Regions from separate parts of the Callithrix jacchus genome. Here region 1 is linked to region 2. Evidence: chromatin contacts called from public Hi-C data. All regions are on one chromosome and are shown on one strand. The core of a region is the stretch at or near the end of the contact, and the rest is flanking DNA. Distances in the headings are between cores, read along the strand shown. Region 1 has its middle 58 kb from the start of ARHGEF7. Region 2 has its middle 11 kb from the start of NAXD.

What was found. A called contact is a pair of places that touch in the nucleus more often than the background predicts.
Region 1: a contact with region 2 is called in a Hi-C map of skeletal muscle, with 8 times the contacts expected there. The contact joins two enhancer-like sites. A contact is called at or near these places in 2 of 3 Hi-C or Micro-C datasets (both in skeletal muscle).

What each region holds. Positions count from the first base shown.
Region 1 is chr1:26,614,679-26,617,378 of calJac240_pri, reverse strand. No RefSeq gene overlaps it. Among named protein-coding and RNA genes, the nearest start is that of ARHGEF7, 58 kb to the left of the region's middle. Within about 2 kb of position 1,443, at least 1 of the 16 cell types and tissues checked has an H3K27ac peak or open chromatin away from gene starts, as enhancers often do. A contact at or near this core is called in skeletal muscle, where this site is marked.
Region 2 is chr1:26,177,316-26,180,059 of calJac240_pri, reverse strand. No RefSeq gene overlaps it. Among named protein-coding and RNA genes, the nearest start is that of NAXD, 11 kb to the left of the region's middle. Within about 2 kb of position 1,384, at least 1 of the 16 cell types and tissues checked has an H3K27ac peak or open chromatin away from gene starts, as enhancers often do. A contact at or near this core is called in skeletal muscle, where this site is marked.

The sequences.
Region 1 (2,700 bases), core at 194-2,693, 440 kb before region 2:
TCTCTGCATCCTGACTTCCCCGCAGGGCACTGCCTGCTCCCTTGTCTACTGTCCTCCCTGACTCACCTGGAAGCCAGTCTGTTCCCCTACAATGACTTTGCCATTCTAGAAAGAACCTCAAAATTAATTTTACCTAAAGGGAAAGAAAAAGACCCTCAGTCCTCTCAATTTTATTAGGAACTTACTGATTGTAAAAATCCATACACCGTTCTGTTTTCTGATGACGAGAGAGAACTGCAGGACTCCTCTTTGCTGAGGCTGACTCTCCTTCCGGCCTGTTGACCGGGGTTTCCCTGACTGTGCAAAGCATGAAGCACAAATCCCGGTCCTAACAAACACAGAAAGCCAAAGACTTTTCAGAAACTCATATTTTAAAGAACAAAGTAGAGAAGAGTAAACAAAAAGCTTACATTCATCATGCCAGCCTGGGGACGTGGCCCAGCTCTGCCCTCACTGCCCATGGTTTCCTCCCTCTGTGCCTTGTGCTTCCTTTTTCAATTCTCGTTTTTCTTTTCTTATTTCTTGTGCAAACTGAGTGCCTTAAAAATTAGTAATATTGTGTCACATTTTATGTGATCTGAGGCAATCCACCACTGTCTGGTCTTCATTTTATTGTAATCCAGGAGTCAGCCAGATAAGTTCTGAATTCAACTGTGGAATCATCTAGGGGCAGCTTGGATCATATTTCATATTTAATATGAAACGAAGTTCCATAAACACAGGCGATTGGACAAGTGAAGAGATTCAGTGGTTTCCATTTTATGGACCAAGAAGGAAATGGCAAATCACCTGTTACATTCACCACCTTTCAGTGTAAAGTTTCTGCTGACTCTTAAAGCAGTGAGATGAAGTGAAAGGTGGCTGAGCCCTGCGCCGTCACAAGGGGAGGTTAAGAGGGGTGAGTCAGTGTCATGTGGCCTTCGTTCTAAACATACAGGGTGACATCAAAACAGAGAGACCCGTAAATAGAGAAAACGGAAGCACCGATAAAGTCATGTCTCTGACTCTTCTCCCAGCACATACTTGAGGGAGAATGGGCGCCAAGTGTTCCAAGGTGACCTAACTTAACAGGGGCTGTTCGGAGAACTCTAAAACGTGAATGGTAGTGGAATGTGCCAGAGACGTGAGAGCGAGAGCAGCTGTGACGGGACAACTGTCCCACCGGAGCCGAGGCTGCAGAGGCCCAGCAGGTGGCCCTGTTGCACGTGGTCCCGTTGAGCAAGAAGCGGTCGGCAGGGGGCGGGACAGGCCAGAACCATGCCCGGTGGTCAGACCCACACCACCAGCTGCAAACACAAAGCCAGCAAGCAGACCCCTGCTGCTCACACCGCGTTCGATCCCATCATTACCCTTTCGATTCCTCTTCTATTCCACAGTGCCTTTGAGAGCCTAGTTTGTGCACGACGTTATGCTGGGAACAGCCAGGAGTAAGAGGGGGTTCTGCCGGCTGCTGAGTGTGTGTTTCACTTATGCTCCTAGACTTGGGGAAGAAGCCAGAGGATGGGGACCCACGGGGCCCACTGAGACATAGACCTAAGCTAAGATTCCACTGACCACCTGACCTCCGTAAGCCTCTACTCTGATTGGGGGCCACAGACATTTTGGGTCTCCTCGAATCAGAGTCATTTCAGAACCAGAGTCCAGTAGTCCTGGAAAGTTCTGATTATTTCCTTTCTCGTGCACAGTGACGTGGGTGCTGTCCCTTTTGGGGAGTCTGGGAGAAAGAGTAACCGTATAAACCCTGGGCAGCGGAGCGGGGTCTATCAGCCGCTGAGTCAGAATTGATTTCGGGGCAGCAACACTCTGCTTTTAGGATTCAGATTAGGCTTTCATTCACTTGGTTTGGAACTCCACCGTTTATGTAGATCAAGAAGGAATTGAGTAGGCTTCCCTCTGTTTCCCTTCTACAAATGCCACTATCACCAGCCAAGGCCACGAGGCCCTGGGAGCCACCCTCTACCGGCTGCTGCTTGGCCTCTGCTGTGCCTGCGGGCGCCACCCCGCCCCGATACCTGGTTCTGATGTCTCTCGCTGCCTTTAGCTTTCCGGGGCTGGCCGTGGCTCTGGCTGTGCGGCCTGGTCTGGGGTGGCCGTGGCTCTGGCTGTGCGGCCTGGTCTGGGGTGGCCGTGGCTCTGGCTGTGCGGCCTGGCCTGTGGAGAGGAGCTCTGCAAGGTGCAGATCCCCTCCCGGGTTTGCTGTCACGGTCAGGCAGGGTCTCTGGATGCTCCAGGATGAGCAGGTCTTGCGTGGCAGTCTTCTCTGCTGGTCCACACTCCCCCTGCCGCTGTGAGCTGCAGCTTCTTCCACAGCATCCCAAAGCAGGCCACACCTTACTTCATTCCAGACAGGGCACCCCTAGGCCCATGTTTTAGCCAAGCAAGCCCCACAGCTCTTTCGGCCTTAACCTAGAACATAGAGTCCGCAAGTCCTGCGCAGTGAGCACACAGCCATGGGTTCAGCCTGGCTGAGCTTCACCCACCGTCGCTCCACACCCTCAATGTCCACCCTCACATGGATTCCCCGCTCCTGTTTTGCAAATGGGAAGAGCCACATGGTCCCTTTGGCATACCCCTCCTCGCGGGCCCTGCTGCGCTGGCCTGGGTGCAGTGTAGACACAGGGAGTACTGGGGGGCCCAGGAGCGTGACAGAGCCCATGTCTGTTCACAGAGGGGCCCCCCTGCAGAAGACCCAGCCCGTGC
Region 2 (2,744 bases), core at 135-2,634:
AAGCACAAACCTGGAGACATGTGTGCCTGCAGCTAGGGTCAGCAGAACCGTGGAGCACTCGCCCTGGTAGGTGTCCGCCCACCGGGTGGAGAGCTGTAAACCAGATCTGCCCCACCTGGTTCTCAGGGCCTGGCGGGGAAGGCACCTGGATCCTGCTCAATTTGTTTTGGTGAAACTTATATATTTTTTGAGCACATTTTCTTGTACGAAATAGCCTTTCGGTCTATTTAGTGCAGTTTGATTTTTTTTTTTTAATTTAGAGAGGGTCTTGCTATGTTGACTGGGTTGGTCTTAAACTTTTGGCCTCAAGCAATCCTCCCACCTCCGCTTCCCAAAGTGCTAGGACTACAGGGAGGCGCCGCTGTACTCAGCCTGGTTTGTTTTTTGTTTTTTTTTTTTGAGACGAAGTTTCGCTCTTTTTACCCAGGCTGGAGTGCAATGGCGTAATCTCGGCTCACTGCAACCTCTGCCTCCTGGGTTCAGGCAATTCTCCTGCCCCAGCCTCCTGAGTAGCTGGGATTACAGGCACGCGCCACCATGCCCAGCTAATTTTTTGTATTTTTAGTAGAGACGGGGTTTCACCATGTTGAGCAGAATGGCCTCGATCTCTTGACCTCGTGATCCACCCGCCTCGGCCTCCCAAAGTGCTGGGATTACAGGCTTGAGCCACCACGCCCAGCCTCAGCCCGGTTTTTAAAGATGATTGTTTTATTATTGTGGTAAAATATACATAACATAAATGTTAGCATTTTAGTCATTTTTAAGTATATAGTTCAGTGGCAGGAAGTGCATTCACACTGTCACCACCAGCGGCTTCTAGAACTTTTTCATGATTTTAATCAGAAACTCTGTGCCCTGACTCCCTGGTTCTTCCCCTCCCAGCCCCTGGAGCCCGCCATTTCACTCTGTCTCTAGGACCGTGACCGTCATTTTTCAGAATTAAGGGGAATCACTGAAAAAAGAAACCAAACACTGAGTAAGCTCGAAGGGACTGGAATTAACACTGACAAATAATTGCATTCTTATTAATTTGATTACCTTGGTGGGAGGTGCTGCTTTTCCTCCCAATGGAAACCAGGAGATGGGGTCTTTGTTGTGACACTTTACCCACTATTTTCAGCTTTACGATGAAGCGGAATATGGTTAAGGGAAACAGCCAGAGGGAAAAATGAAATTTATTTCCAGGATCAGGCACAGTTTATCTGTCAGACTTAAGAAAAAGCCAGTCCGGCTCGGGTAGACTTAGTTCCCCTGGGGGCTCTTTTGAAAGGCAGAAGCACAAAGGTACATGTCGTTAGCCATAAAAATTAAATCATTGATTTCGGAAGTGGTTACGGTGATTCAGCATCTTTTTCAAAAGCACAAACGATCAACGAAAATGTCGATGCAGTTACTGATCTGCTTGGCCGTGGCTCGGACACTTCTCTGCTCAGCCTTCTCTCTCAGCTGTTCTTTGCAGCTGGCAGCATCCACGGGGGTGGCGAGGGAGACGCAGGCAGGGCCCTGGAGGAGCACGGAGCTGCCCCTGCGATTTCCTTTCCAGCGCGGCTCCGCCTGTCAGTGTGGTGCGGCCGGGGAGCAAGCTCGTTCTCAGCATCTCAGATGACCAGAGCCCTTCCCAGTTCCTCACACGTGCGTGTGGTGCTGTCGGGGTATTATATTTTCTCCTACATCGAACTCACATTTGGATGGAGACACGTATTTCTCCGTCTGTTTTTCTCCCATCCATTCTCCCTGCATTCACCAGAACGAGCCACACTGAGCCAGAGGATCTGAGAGCGTGGAGTTCACCTTTCTGATCCCCGTGCGGTTCAGGAAGTCAGACTAAGAGGGAGTGAAACACGCTTCTGCGTGATGTATCAACCTCACTGCATGAAGCCACAGGCTCTTCTTCAGAGCTCCGCGCTCAGAGAATTTAGAAGGCCCACATTTTCAATAAAAACCACTAATGGAATCACAAACCAAAGGAAAAAGCTCCAGGTTGAGTTTGGATTTAAAGTTCTGGTTTTCAGCTTTAAGAATTGAAGAGAGTCCACTTTGGGAGGCCGAGGCGGGTGGATCACAAGGTCAAGACATCAAGACCATCCCGGTCAACATGGTGAAACCCCGTCTCTAGTAAAAATACAAAAAATTAGCTGGGCACGATGGCGCGTGCCTGTAATCCCAGCTGCTCCGGAGGCTGAGGCAGGAGAATGGCCTGAACCCAGGAGGCGGAGGTTGTGGTGAGCCGAGATCGCGCCATTGCACTCCAGCCTGGGTAACAAGAGCGAAACTCCGTCTCAAAAAAAAAAAAAAAAAAAAAAAAAACCACTAATGGAATCACAACCCAAAGGAAAAAGCGCCAGGTTGAGTTTGGATTTAAAGTTCTGGTTCTTCAGCTTTAAGAATTGAAGAGATTCACTTGAACTTTTTGGTTCACCAAGTTTTTTTTTCTTTTAATCATCAAAAAGTGAACTATTTGGATTAAATAAACTGTAATGCTTCTCTCAGCTCTAGACACATATGTTTGGTATAGTAATTTATTTGCTTATATTTAACCTTTATTTAGTTGTAGCTTTTTTTTTGAGATGGGGTCTTGATTTGTCACCCAGGCTAGACTGCAGTGGCGTGAACATGGCTCACTGCAACCTCCACCTCCCAGGCCCAACTGATCTTCCCGCCTCAGCCTTCCGAGTGTCTCATGCCTGTAATCCTAGCACCACAGGCCCCAGTCATCATGCCCGGCTAATTTTTGTTCTTTTAGT